Linked DNA regions of Zea mays: region 1 is linked to region 2. A link is a contact called in public Hi-C data. All regions are on one chromosome and are shown on one strand. The core of a region is the stretch at or near the end of the contact, and the rest is flanking DNA. Distances in the headings are between cores, read along the strand shown.

Region 1 (7,738 bases), core at 1,666-4,165, 130 kb after region 2:
GGCATCCTCGGCCTGCTGTGCAGGGAACACTTCCTTGGATTGGTGGAGTACGCCGGAGTGACGGGCCCAACTTTTACCTTCGACCACTACGCCGTCGCCCCCGATGCAGTAGACCGGGACGGCCGGGAATTCGCAAACAAGGCAGAGCGGGTGAAGCAAGAGCTGTGGGTAAGTCTTAGTATAATGTAAAATATGTCGCATTCGTTACAAATTCTTGAAATAATGTATGGATACATCGTTTTTGTATGCAGGATTTCTTTAGATGCGATGCTGGATACGAGGCTAGGGCGGATGTGGTGGCCACCACGAGCTGTAAGAAGCTCGTCGTGGACATGCACTATGAGGCCCGAATCCAGGCCATCATCACCTACCATGGCTCCGTCCTTGGGGAGAGGGTGAACAAGCAGCAAGCCCGAACCATGTCGTTGACCAGGGACCAGTACCTGCAGGTAAAGTCATGCATTTTGGTTCCAGCACTCCATGCATGAATTTTATTTTATCTTCTGATATGCACTTTACGTGTTTACTTTGTAGGTGATTCCACATTGGTGCGCCGCACATCCTCTGTGCTGGGAGCAGATGGTGGATATGTGGTGTTCGGTTGAGTGGGAGGAGGCACACACCGCTAGCCGGGAACGGCGTATGATGATGCAAGGTCCCTCCCACCACCAAGGCAGCCCGAGCCTAGGGAATTATGCCGAAGCATGGGTACGCACTCTTTTTTATTTAGGTATATAGCATTGGATTAGATATTGTTTCTAACTATCTCGTTGGTTTTCTTGCAGTCGGCGTCACATGGTGGCCGACCTTGCTCCACCTTCTCGGCCTATGCTATGGCCCATAAGGGCAAAGCGACGTCAGACGTCACCTACAACCCGGAGGACAGGCCCGAGGCCTACACCAACCACGCCGTCTACAACCGCCTTCATGACTACACCGCCATGGCGCAGGAGGTCCATGGCCCAGACTATGATCCAAGCACCGAGCCGATCGACCCCGATGTGCTCATGAGGGTCGGAGGAGGCAAGAGACATGGGCGCTACTGGATTGCCGACTCGACAATCGACTCGTCCTCCACTCCCACTCTGTCTCAGGTGAGAGCAAGGAGCACGGGCTCGAGTCCAGCCATACGACCTCGGCACGACAGCTCACAGCTTCGCATACAGCAACTCAAGGTTAGTGCTTCTGTAACTCGTCCTTCCTTGAGTTATATACCTTCTCTTTGAGTTACTATAACGTTGGCTTGTAATATTACAGACTCAACTAGAAGAAGAGAGGAGGGAACGTCACGAGATGGAGGCGAGGATTATGGCGGAGCGGGAGGCGGAGCGGGAGGCTGATCAGAGGATGGTAGAGATGTTCCAGTACATGCAAAGCCTTGGCGCCGCACAGGGCATCGCTCCACCACCTCCATTGTTCCCTCCAGTTGACCCTGCTCTCTTCCATACTCCTGTGAGTATCAAAATTGTAGTTAGATGTTGGTAATGCATCTGGTATAACACATGCAATCTCTTCTCTGTGCAGGGCCAATCTGGGGCGGCATCCAACAACCCTCCAGAAGGGTTTAGCCCAATGCAGCACCAGTCAAACCGCCCACCTCCATGAGATGTTGTGTTTTCAGTGTTTAGACTTCAGAACTTGTGTATAATACTTATGTTTGTGTTTGATACTTATGTCAGAGCTTGAGACGTATGAGACTTATGTTTGTGTTTGATACTTGTGTTGAACACTTATGTTTGTGATGAATATTTATGTTTGTGTTGGCTATTTATGTTTATGATGATATCTGTGATGTATATATGTAATATTTTTTGTTTGTGTGGATGGAATACAAAAAACAAATAAAAAGGTGCATACTGGTCACTTTGCCGAGTGTAACACTCGGCAAAGAACCAAGACCTGGGCACCGGTATAGGTTCTTTGCCGAGTGTAATGTCTCTGACACTCGGCAAAGAACCTGACATGGGGACCCTCCCTGACGGGTTCTTTACCGAGTGTCCTAGGTGGCACTCGACAAAGATGGATCATTTGCCGAGTGTTGCCGGGCAGACACTCGGCAAAGATAACTCTTTTGTCGAGTGTCACCAGAGACACTCGGCAAAGCCGCAGTCTCCGTCACCCGGCGCCGTAACGGCTGCTTTTCTTTGCCGAGTGCTCTCTGGCACTCGGCAAATCTCTTTGCCGAGTGCCCGAGAAAAAGCACTCGACAAAGAAGGTTTTGCCGATGCACTGTGTGCCGAGCCTTCTTTGTCGAGTGCGACACTCGGCAAAGCCTTTGCCGAGTGTTTTTAAGGCTTTGCCGAGTGCTTCGGGCACTCGGCAAAGCCTGCGATTCCGGTAGTGGATGGTTGTAATGTAGTAGTGAAACAACTAAATTAAAATAACAAAATTTATGTATGGCTAGGATTACAAATGGATTATGAAACATTTTCTTATAACAATATAAGACACATTTTGTATATAAGTTATTATGTTATTATATGTCCCTGTTGCAACGCACGGGTAATCACCTAGTTATTCCACTATTCCCTAGTCATACCTATACATGGGCTTTTGAGATTTTTCTAGGACTTAATTGAATTACTCAATTGAGCCTAGCCCATAAATCCAACAGAAAGTACTATTTTAAATTATAGATTGCACTGTTCGTAGATTAGAGATTGAAATAGAGAGTTAGATAAGGAGTCTATTGAAGATAATCTAATAGAGGGCGAAATTTTGTGCGCCGCGGGTTTCTCCGTGTAAAACCAAGTTTTTGGGCTCCTAATCGGGGAATTTGTGCGCCATAGCCCATAGGCACTCATTCACCCGGTCTTAATTGGCTCCGCGTGCTGATTCGTTCACACTGACAGATGCTGCGCTTTCCTGCCTGCCTTTGATCCCAGTGGACGTAGACGTGTGATCCATCGGTGGCCCGTACGCCGTGCTTGGTGCGGGTGCTTCTGCCTTTAGGTGGGCGGACCCAACTTCGGCCGGCCCTCAGCCAACTTATATTAATCAACTTTAGTCGTATTCCTTTTTAGAGTGAGAGTATATCTTTAGGGATAAAACTAAACTTGAGTTGTACAGTTGTTTTCTATTTCGGGAGCGTGGGCGCGTGGCAGTGGGCAGTGGCACTGCGGACGCGAGCAGCGGTGACGTTTACACCAGCCTGTGATCCGCTTCATCTGCTGCCAAAATATCCTATCACTCTCTATCACCGTGTCCGTGTGTTAAGGCTATTCACAATGATAGTTTTACAATGGTTTCATCTACATTTAATAGTGTGCCACGTCATTATTTTAGATAACATATTATAATATTTAAGATAAATGAGTTTTACGAGGATAAAACTATGTCAACACGTTTTCAAGGTCTTGAAAATCGTGTGAAACCTCCATTGCGAATGATTTGTCGTTTCATCTCCATATATTTTACTGATTTCTATTGGTTGTTTAGTTGCAGCATTTAATTGATATCTTAGTCTATAAAATAGTGAAACTAAATTTTATATTGAGAGTTTCATGACACTCTTGATGATGTGGCAGTGCTGGAAAGAGTGTTATAAAATAGCCATTATGATTAGCCTAACGACAACAAGTTCCGCGATCAGCGGGCACCTAGGTCAGGCAAGGTGAATAGGTCGGTGGTGACTGCTACATGCGGACGACTGTTGGAACGGGTGGAGGCGTGGAGCGCTGTGTGGCGTGTGGTATACTGCATTTTAAATTACAAGTCAATTCAATTTTATAGAGAATCACAACGTTTTAAGCGTAACCAAATTTATATTTATATTAATTACGATATAAAAATACTATTAGATTTTAATTAATTATAATTTTATAGTATATCTATTTAACGTTATAATTTTGATCAAATTTAAGATGTTTTATTTTAAAATAAATAAAATGTCTTATAATTTAAAAAGAAGGGGGTTCATGTTTGTGTAAGCCACTAAGGCTGTGTTAGGATTAGGACCCATCCGAACTTCTATAAACTGTGGTACAAGGTAGGTTTATTCGATTTCCGAGACTGTGGAAGCTGGCTTGTAAAGCTAATGAATGTTTGATACTAGCTTGGTTTTCATAAGTTAGATTGGGGAGTCTATTAAGATCTAAACGGGTTCTAAGTTAGTCGGCGAAAGGTGTGAGGCTCCGGCTTAAAAAGTAGATGTGGAGCTGAACTAGAGGGGGCCCAATGCTGGCCATGATGTTTTTTTTTTGGGGGGGGGGGGGGGGGGGGGGGTAAAGAAACAGCACATACAGAGCTGAATGCAGAACTGGAACTCCGTGGGGTGCATGTTGATTAGTGGTGATGGTTTGCAAGTCATTTCAGCACGTTTTACACTCGCAATCAGGGAACTTGTTCTCTCGCGCCTTGTTAAACAAGTGCTTTCAACTGCGGTCAAGCTGATACCAAGCTTTTTCACTCTTTGGCTCTTCTTTGATAAAAGGCAAAAGAGAAAAATCGGAGGAACCTTATTGTTAGGCCATCTTCGACGGAGCGTTTATATATATAAACGTATAAAACATTTTTTAATGTAGACTATATTATTTATAAAGTAAAGTTTAAAATAAAAAGTGAGATAAGAAATAAGATAGGAACATAGCCTATCGAAGACTTGGAAATTGATAGCGCCCAGACCTGAGTTTTGCTGTGGTCTTATAGATGCCTTGGTTGGCTCACTTTAGGCCTTTCTTGTTTTGATGGCCGCCAGCCCGGCCCTTGGAGCCAACCTGCTGGCCTGAACCGAAATGCTAGATGCGTGGATAACAACCCTATGGAAGCACGTATCTCCAGCAGCTTATTCTTATCCATTCTCGTTTTTATAGACTATACGAACAGTACAGTCCAATACAAAACAATATTTTATACGACTATATAAGTGGGCTGCTAGAGCTTTCAGGCGGTCTAAAGACAGTTTTGTTCAGTCTTTAGTGGGTTAGTTTACTGTTTGAGTGACTGGACCCACATATCATAATAAAATGTTTAGGCGCCCTATATGGTTTTGCTTTTCATATTTTAATTAGACCATATTTTGGATAGCTTGTGAACGCCACTAGTTGCTGCTGACTCCGGACGATTGTATTGAATATTATTAACATGATCAGAAATCCAGTAGCTGCGAGATCTAACCGAATTGAAGATAAACGTTTATATATTCAGCGGCTCCCCCCTACTTCACCGTTCTGCTGCTACGTCAATCTCCTGAGGTGATGACTGAAGAATCATTTTACCATTGGTTGTCCTTTGTGTTCAGGTGGCAAGGAAAAGAATCAGTCATCTTAACGGAATGAAATGGTTGGACGGTGATGTTTGTGACATGGGATGGCAGTCAAGGTAGCCATGGAAATATAATGCTTATCCCACCTTCTACGAGATTATGCCTCGAGGAAATTAACAGAGACGCATAGCAGACAACATGCATGGTAGAAAAAAGCAGATCTAGCTAGAAACTAACTAAAAGGTGGTAGGAAGAAGGACCAAGTGCTCGTTTAAGCTAGGCCAAAGGAGCTGAGGGATAGAATCATCTGGTAGACAGCTATGGAGCACTGCAAGGAGAGAGGACGAACAATTAAAGATGAGATCTATGTCAAGTAGTTGTTCCTGTCTTATCATCATCAGTGATATTATTTAATGTTTTTAGCGAGGAATATGTGAAGGAGAATATTGGCGATGCTTGGTCTAGGATAAGATGGCTCAGCTCCAATTCAGCAATGATAAACAATTAAAATAAGAAAGGTTTTGATGGAAGTTATGTGGCCACGCCATCCTAGCTATAGCATTGGCAATGTTGTGAATAAACATCGGTTCTATTCAACCAATACATACAGTGGTTTAACTATATCATATAAACTTCATTAATTATTTATTTATAGATGTTGGATCGATATAACTATCTTAAGCATTACTTGGACCGGACTAAACTTCATAGACTGAGAATCCTGCTGTCGGATGGGCATGGACTGGTAGGCGCTGCCGCCTAAACTTCATAGCTGTAACACCCCTGGTGTTACGAGAACTAAAAATTTGACATGTCATTATCAGCATTTGCATTAACTTGCTTGATACACCTAGAATGCATTCACTAGGTCAACAATTTGCAAAATTGGGATGTTTTGTATTGAGTGTAGGGCTTAGTATTAGGGCTTTGCTTGAGCTAAGTAGGTGAGAATCATCTCTTAGGCGAGTGACAAGTTGACTTGGAGTCTTAAGTACTGAAGGTAAACTTAGAACCTAGAGTAACTTTACCTTTGAAGTGTAAATCAAGTGGAAGGATCGCTTGAGGAGAGGGATCGACTTCAAAACCCTAAATTGAGCCCAAGAGTGAAATGATGCATAAACAAAGCAACTCCAAAATAAGGGCCTTTTTGGCCATGAGTTCTGAGTACCAAAGTTGGATCTTATATTAAGGAGTAACTTTGCTTTTAGTGGTGGATCAAAGTTGAGAGGTGGTTTGGAGAAATAGTAGTCACATTTGAAACTCTAAATTAGTCTCAAAAGTGGAATTTAAAATCCATTGAGAATTTGTCAAAAGTCCATATATCAAAGTTGTGGAGCTTGGAAAAGTGAACAATTTTCATATTTGGAGCTCTCCTAGTGATGTGGGAGAATTTAAAGTAATTTGCAAAAGTTCAGATTTGAGTCTGTTGGAATCAGCCCAAAACAGTTTTGTTTATCTGTTTTTGGATCCCTGTAACATTTAATCCATGAGTATTTTGGAAACAGTTGCTATAACAAACTTGTAGATTAACTATAGGAGAACAACTTTTATTAAGTATGATAGCCTTAAAACTATATGAAATTATGAGAAAAAGGGATACAAAGTGGGGCTGCTAGGTTTCTACATTTTCAGATTGAGAACAGTATGTTAAGTCTGAAATTTCAGTATTTTGGCTGTTTTTGGAGCTTGTTTGTGGCCAATCCATGAAGCTTTGGGCTACGGTGTTTATAGAGTAAGTGAAGCCCATATGATGTTGAACAAGTCTCCTTAAGTAAGTTTGGCTTGGTCCTGTATAAAAAGTGGAGTAAAGTTGGTTCCAAAATCAGCTGACAGGTTTGCACTGACTGCATTTTTATTCAGCTGCTGAAATCTGAAGTTCAGTGAAGGATGCCTAGTTTGGAGCCATTTTGTGACTTATCTGAGTGGTTTTAGACTATAGTTTCTATAGTAAACTTGGAGAAGTTATGTTGGTAAGTAATTTCCTTATTTTGATACTTGTAAGGTTCTGCATAAAAAGTGGAGTAAAGTGTACTCAAAGTTGGAATGTCAGGTGTTGGGGATTCAGACTTAGTGTAATAGCTAAGTCTGAATCTGTGTGGTTTTACCCAACTTGGGGGCTTTGTGATAATTAATCTAGGCGAAATTGGGTTAGAAATTCTATAGAACAATGAAATACCATATGAAGGAGAACAAGTTTCTTTCATAGAGTTGGTCTTTCTACTGTGTAGAATTTAGAAAGAAGAGTGTTGCAAAACTCCCTGTCAGAATGGTAGGGTGCTGTTTCAGTTAAGCTGAAAATGGGGTTTCAGTAGTTTTGCTCTACTTTGGTGCTTCATAAATATGGTTATGAATGTTTTCAGCCTAGGGGTGCTATACCAAGTTGGTAGGGCTATAGTTAGATAGTATCTTTGATTAATGGAGGTGGGTCTGTTGTTAAGGGGAATTGTGAGATCCAAGGGCTTAAACAGTGAGGAGTGGAATGAAGCAGCAGTCTTGTTTCAGTTAACTTCAGAGTTTGGTTTTAGAAACTGAACA
Region 2 (6,880 bases), core at 733-3,232:
ACATAAGTGAAGCGTAGATCAAAATCTACAGCCGCCATTACATTTTGAGTCGCATAGGACTTCCTACCACGAAAGGCATGCTCCATATCTCTAGGAACAATGGCTCTTACATGTGTACCATCAATAGCTCCAATACAATCCTAGTTTAAGGGCAATACAAGCATGAAACATTAGGGGCCATATGTGCAACATGAATATAGACCTAAAAACAAAAGAGTGATAAGTTTCACACCTTAAAATACGGATCCCATCTGTAGTTCCCTGCTATTTTGGTTGGAGTGTCCAATGAAGGTGGCCTAATTAGTTCCCCACGTAGCTCACCAATTGCACGAAGAACTTTATTGAAACATCGACTAACTGTTTCCCTAGATCTACCAAAATTCGTGCCAATCAACCTATTTCTAAGGTTATGCCCAACTGTATTTAGAAACATGGCCACTTGTTGTTCAACACACATATGAATAGTGTCCTGAAGTAAACCACGCTCTCTAAAATGTTTAGTTAGGTGAAAGAAACAAGCCCTTTTCATTCTAATCATGTTTATACATGTTGTGTCATCCCTCCAAATCTTTGTGTTGAGATATTCAATTCTAGTTCTATCCCTTTCATGCATTGGTGCATAGGTAATCCCAGTCCTCCTTGCATTTCGTTTTCTTTTTCTAGAATGAATAATCATAGCCATCATTGACAGTAATATATGTGCAGCAGCAACACAAACTATAATCTTGGTCTTCTTATCCATCTACATGTAAGCATCAAATCCAAAAAAAAATATATGGCATGTCATGATGAATCTGGAATCATATCAATATTTGGGGAAATAATCTCAAGCAAACAGCAATCATGTAGAATTGATATATAGGTGTACAATCAAGTGTTCATGCAAACTGTCCATAATAACAAAATATAAGTGTTAACTGCATGTATGCATCGGACTTGTACCTAAAACACATTCAACATATTTTTTCCCTGCTGAACATTACATTAATCAAAATATAAGTTTTTATAAGTTAATTTATCTACTCCTATATATTTCATACTTTTGTTATACATTTTTATCTTTTTCCTATTTTTAGTTTAATAGACATTATAGTACGCATGAATCTACGATTTCATTTCTTAGATATGGAATATCGCTCTTCTTAATTGAGCTTATTTTTCCATGTGAAGATCGGATATTATTCTCTGAACCTATAACATGGCAAATCAATCCACTACAGACTACAGTACTACTGATGTTGTGGCGAATCAATCCTACTACCTACAAACTAAGTACTACTCGTGATATCAGTCCACCAAAAATCAATCAGACTAGCACCAAAAATCAATTAGACTACAGTACTACAAGATCTAGAACTCTAGGTGCAGCGTGGATGGACATGGCACCCGGGATCTGGAACTTCAGGTGCAGCGTGACCTCCAGGTGCCTGCTTTCCTGTTCGGGCGACCGTCCAGGCGAGGGACACAAGGCGACGTGAGCAGAGGGAGCAGAAGCAGCAGCGTCGGATGCGAAGCAGAGCAAGAAGAAGCAGAGCTGCGGCGTGCTCTCCACGTCGGCTGCTACCACCACACCGCCGCAGTACGAGCATAACTCGGGTGCCTGGTACGTCGCCACCACGCCCAGGGATGGAGGAGGAAGAGGAGATCAGAGGGGAAGAGGAGAGTAGAGGGGAAAGGGGACTCACCGCTCGTGAGGGGCCTTGTCCCACTCTGCACTTGGAGTTCGCCGCTCGCCGGCCAGCGGGGTGAAGGAGCCGGATCTGAGGATGAGAAGGGCTCGTGAGGGGCTTTGTCCCAGGGAGGACGCAATTGTCCGTCCGATTCAGAGGGATGAATAGGGACAATATTCTAGTGATAGTATTTTTGTGGGGATGGTCCCGTCTCAGCCTTGACTCACAACCAAACACTCTAGTGTGTGGGATGGTCCTGTTCCATCTCGTCCTGACCCGCAACCAAACACATCCTTAAAAATCTAGGTGGAACCAAACGTGCCTTAAATGCCGCATCGAGCCTGGCACGACGGCTGACCAGCGGGCAGCGGGCAGGCTGGGCTGCCCAGGCCCCACCGCCCCAGGCAGGCAGCACCGCAGTCCGCAGCAGCCACCCGGACAGCATCCCTTTGGCAGCCCGCCGTTCCCTCCGCGTCTCCCTGGCACGAAATTGCCCAAACCGCTCTCCCTCTCGCCCCAACTTCCCATCCGCACCCCCAAACCCCACCTCACTCAAAACCCTCGCCGTGCCCCTACTGCGCCCCCCCCCCCCCCCCCCCCCCCGATGTCCGCCGCCGCGTCCTCGGAGGAGGCCGTCAAGGTGAGTGACGGGCCCCGTCGTGCACTGTCGGATTTCGGTTGCGCCTGCGCGCAGGGATGATTCGTTAACGTTTTTCCCTGGTGTGTGCGCGTGCGTCTGGGTGCGCGGGCATGCAGGCATCGAAGGTGCTGATGGTCGGGGCGGGAGGCATCGGCTGCGAGCTGCTCAAGACGCTCGCGCTCTCCGGATTCAGCGACATACACATCGTGAGTCTCCGTTTCGTTTTGACATCAACGCTGTGTTTAGGTTTACTGCCTCGTTTTGCTCCAACCAGTGCTTCATATATATTGTATGCATCTCGTTCATTTTTTATTAATCATGTCCTAGAAATGATGTTCGTACCTAGGAGGATCGGATCAAAAGCTGCCACGGCATTAATCCATGATCGGAATGCTCGACACCAATATTGGGAACCATCCACAAATGTGTCAAGTATTTCTCACCAATTTCTCAAATATAATTGCGCCTAAAAATAAAGGACTAATAAATACTTCACCGGACATACATCGTTCGTCAAACACAAGACATCTCATTGTTTATTATTCAATATATTGAGTAGGACACTACTCAATATAGATTCACCACAGACACTTAAATGTATGAAATCAACCATGAAAGCAAGATCAGATATCACACTCACATTATTCGATTGATGCTTGCCTTTCATATATCAAGGCATAAAAAGGTATAAAGGTAGCTGTCGGAGAGAAAACATCTCCGGCCAGGTGGCGTAACACACTCGCCCTGATCCTAAGACGAGGAGGGGGCTTAGGGATTTGTCTGGCTAGTTGGATGAACTTGAGAACACAAGGGTTAGAGTGGTTCGGGCCGTCGGAGCGTAATACTCTACATCCACTGTGAGTTGTATTGCTTGAGAGTCTCTCAGTCAGTCTGTGTTCGTCTGTCCGTTTGTTAAGACCCTCTGAGAAGCCTTGAGTTCGTTTTTCCTCCGTCCTCCCCTACCGTGTGTGCCCTCCCTTTTATAGCGCGAGGGGGGGGGGGGTGCGTCCACGAAGCGCGGGAAAAATGCCGTGACTTGTTACTATTTCTGGCCTGATTCCATAGAATCTGCAAAATGATCATTAACGCTGTTATTGTAGACCCTGGTTTCAATATCGCCCTCAACATAGACAGCAGAACTGACATAAGGTGAAAGAAAAAATATAACAGCATCCGTAGCGAAAAAGATTGATATAGTTGTATTCAAGGTAAAATGAAGATTTTATTTATTTAAACCACATACTCCTTCACCAGCTTCTGAACAGCATAAGCACCTAGGTGGTCATTATGGACAGCTATGTGGTGCCACTGAGCTGGCTTTGGCAAATCCTTAGGCCCAATTACCCTCTCGTCAAACATGCCACTCATACCAACAGTAAAAACAGTTACTGCATGCCCATTCCTTGATTTTTTTGCGTAGGCACTTGTCCAACTTCGCCACCTAGCAAAAGGAAAACAGATTAAAATTGTAAAATAGTGCTCCTCAAAAACAAAACAACATGCAGAATTTCATATAAAAGATATATGATGTCCAGTTTCTATGTCCATACCCTGTGCACGCCACGAAACTCCCAGTCCTTATTGGTATCTACACTTTGGGGTTGTAACTCTCTTTTTGAATCTGGACAGTTATCATCATATTCCATAATCCATATCACCCTTCTCATCAAGGTCAGAGAAAGAAACAGTAGAGATCAGAACTCGTGATTGTCTGCAGAAAACTACAGAAAGGTTCAATATATCTTGCATGTTAGTGTAAATGTATATATCATATAAAATGATTGACCAGTGATCACAGTTTCCATGTTACTATGTCAGATTGTCAGGTGAAACCTGTGAGTAACACTGAACCAAACACCTACCTGTTGAAATCCTTTTGCTGTTCGATGACCCCCTCAAACTCGTCAACAATCTGGTGTTGTCACCAGTCATGGTGAATTTACATGAACAGATAAAATGAAGAAGATATAACCACAAACAAAATAATGGGATTTTTTATGTTTTATTTTGAACTTAAAGAAAACATCAGAGCAACTTTGTTCAAGCCAACATTCTATCAATTATTTTTTTAGAGCCTTAATGTTAACACTTAACAGTAAAAAAACATCGTGAAAATGATATGTCCGGAAAAAAACTGACCACGGACAGCGTGATCAGAATGGTGAGAAATTATTTCACAGGAGAAGGTTTAGAACAATTAACTCATAATTACATGCATCTAAGGAACACTTTGTATGTAAACTGCAGATAGCAGTAGAAAACAAAATAATAAACAGGGCACTGAGCGCGCGCTTTAGTGCACTGAAGCGCTGAAAGGATGGGTAACGCTTCGCTTTAGGGCATAAGCACTCCCAAAGCGGCAGGACTGCCTTGGTCTGTTCTGATCCTGTTTATCCTAATCGTCCCTAAACCTGCCAGCACATACCTCTCATTTTTGTGCTTGTTGGGAGGATATGTATCAATGTCTTCATTTCTCAAGCTGATATGTATTAAGTTTGAGGCTCCAAGCACTCTTTGACTGAATCAGCATAAAATTTTTGATAAAACCAATGTGGTGTCATTTGGTAGACCAAAGAATTACTGCTATCATTCATTCACTGAATTCAGGCCAGTACGTGCATCTTCATCGTTGACATCAAGAACATTGAATTCAGATCCAGAGTCACAAAACATAATACCAAAAAAACCACGGATTTCTGTCTTGATAAGAGAAAACTGGAGGCTGGTGGTTACGATAATAATAATCGAACTCAAATGCCAATGAAAACAACCGCTTGAAAATTACCTTGAGGCTTGAGCGCGAGGATGACCGGGCCTCCAGATTCAATAGGAGCATGACGTCGACCCTTGACCGCGGCAAGCCTCCAAGCCAGTCTCCATCTCCGTCGGCCCTAGCATTATCGTCGAGGAGTGCGCTTTTCGGCAACTGGCTTGGTGGATACGGCTATTGGATCCAGCTTCCTACCGGCGTGTGGTGCAGCCGCCAGGGCCAAGCAAGCGCAAGCCATGATGCTACTGGCGAGAGGCGTGAGGGGAGCTGCTACCGCCACCGACGAGAGCTGGCGCATTGCCGCCACTGCCACCGCGGAGAGATGGAGCGAGAGTTGGCGCACGGGAGCCAGAGATGGCCCATGGATGGACGCGCGGACCCTAGCTCCGGAGATTTCTGCAGGGGGTCTAGGGTTTGGGGCGTCGTCGACATGGGCAGGTCCGGGGGATGGATGGAGGTTGGATGTGCGAGTTAGGGTTTCGTGAGGACGCACGAGATGAGAAGCGGAGATCGACGTGTGGCGTATGACCTTGTTGGCGTCGGTGACGGTGGCTGCTTTGTCAGCGGCGGCACGGCGGGACTGTCACGTGTCGTACGGTCGGAGGCGGTGTTCCCGCGGTTGCCTGCAGCGGCGTCGTCGGCGTTCCCGTGGTGTTCGTGGTAGAGGCTGGGGCGGTTGGTGGCTGTAGGCGCGTGTGTGTTTGGGCGAAGGGCGGCCGCAGGACAGATTATCGTCCAGTATCGACAGATGATGATGATGATTGATGAGTAGCGTTGGATGATCCATTAAAGAATGACCGTCGGATGTGATTAAGAGACAGGAGACAAATGAAATGATCTGGAGCATTGGTTTTTGATAGAGGGATTTGTTTGGGGTTAAAACGTTTGGTGGATTTAGCAGGGGCATGAGTGTGTGGGATGGCTTGTTGGGTGTACGTAGTTTAGTTTAAACTGGTGGGTTTAAGGGGTAGAGATAGGGGTCTCGCAGGTCCTGTTGATGGCGGTTTGCTGGTATGTTCTAGGCTGGGATCTGTGATGGGGATTGCGTTGACCTAGGGCTAAGAGGTGGACCTGTACTGTTCAAACCAAGAGTTGGCAATCAGCTGCGCTGATGGCACACTTACTCTAGTGCTGAGGACTTCAGTGCTCTTGCTTGTAACTGTGCTTTTGGCTTCTGTATTGCATCTTGGGACACTCTTCGCTACAATTGTGTTTAGCGCCTTGCTCTATTCAGGCTCATTCTTGTCCTGGTGTTTATTTTTATGTTGGTCTGATTTTTTCGTTTTTTACCTTAATTACTTAGGTTCTTCAGTGTAGTTTATAACCAGTTTATAAACAGACACATCCCATTCCTTGTTTAACCAAAGTACATAAATCAATGTGCTTGAGATATCAATGATCTGATTCCTTTTATTGTTGTTATGTCCTGTTAGACTAGTTTCGGGTTTGCCTCATAAACCAAAATTATTTCTCAAGATACAAAACCTCTAGCTAGCTGCCTTTAGCATGCATAGCACAGGCCGCAAACATATTTTTGGGTCATCTATTATTTGTGCCCTCCCCCACCCCCAAAGAAAGTGCCATGGGATGGAAGTCATGGGTTTGAAACAACCCCCTTGCAAAATAAGAAAATCCAAAGCTGCCTAAAAACTCTCTTCCCAGACCCCCACCTGGTGTGGAACCTTTTAGCACTTTGTGTGTTTTTTTATTTGCTCCGCATTATATTATATGTTGTGCACAGGAAAATAACCATTCATTTTACTGCAGATGGCATATCACAGGGAGATAAAAAAATGTGCT

What was found. Hi-C and Micro-C count contacts between places; a contact is called where the count stands out from the background.
Region 1: a contact with region 2 is called in a Hi-C map of leaf, with 4 times the contacts expected there. The contact joins the enhancer-like site here to the promoter of LOC103647788 in region 2. A contact is called at or near these places in 10 of 25 Hi-C or Micro-C datasets (bundle sheath, ear, endosperm and 4 more) and 1 of 3 datasets of contacts at active chromatin or transcription factors (seedling).

What each region holds. Positions count from the first base shown.
Region 1 is chr2:215,151,051-215,158,788 of Zm-B73-REFERENCE-NAM-5.0, forward strand. No RefSeq gene overlaps it. Among protein-coding and RNA genes, the nearest start is that of LOC100274963, 4.2 kb to the right of the region's middle. Within about 2 kb of position 2,916, at least 15 of the 20 cell types and tissues checked have an H3K27ac peak or open chromatin away from gene starts, as enhancers often do. A contact at or near this core is called in bundle sheath, ear, endosperm and 3 more, where this site is marked.
Region 2 is chr2:215,026,843-215,033,722 of Zm-B73-REFERENCE-NAM-5.0, forward strand. It overlaps LOC103647788 (SUMO-activating enzyme subunit 2), which reads left to right and starts at 1,983. Exons shown (of 11, transcript XM_020548590.3): 1 at 1,983-2,310; 2 at 2,427-2,516. The coding sequence starts at 2,275. LOC109944607 (a long non-coding RNA gene) reads right to left here and starts at 321. Exons shown (of 2, transcript XR_002267718.2): 1 at 233-321; 2 at 1-140.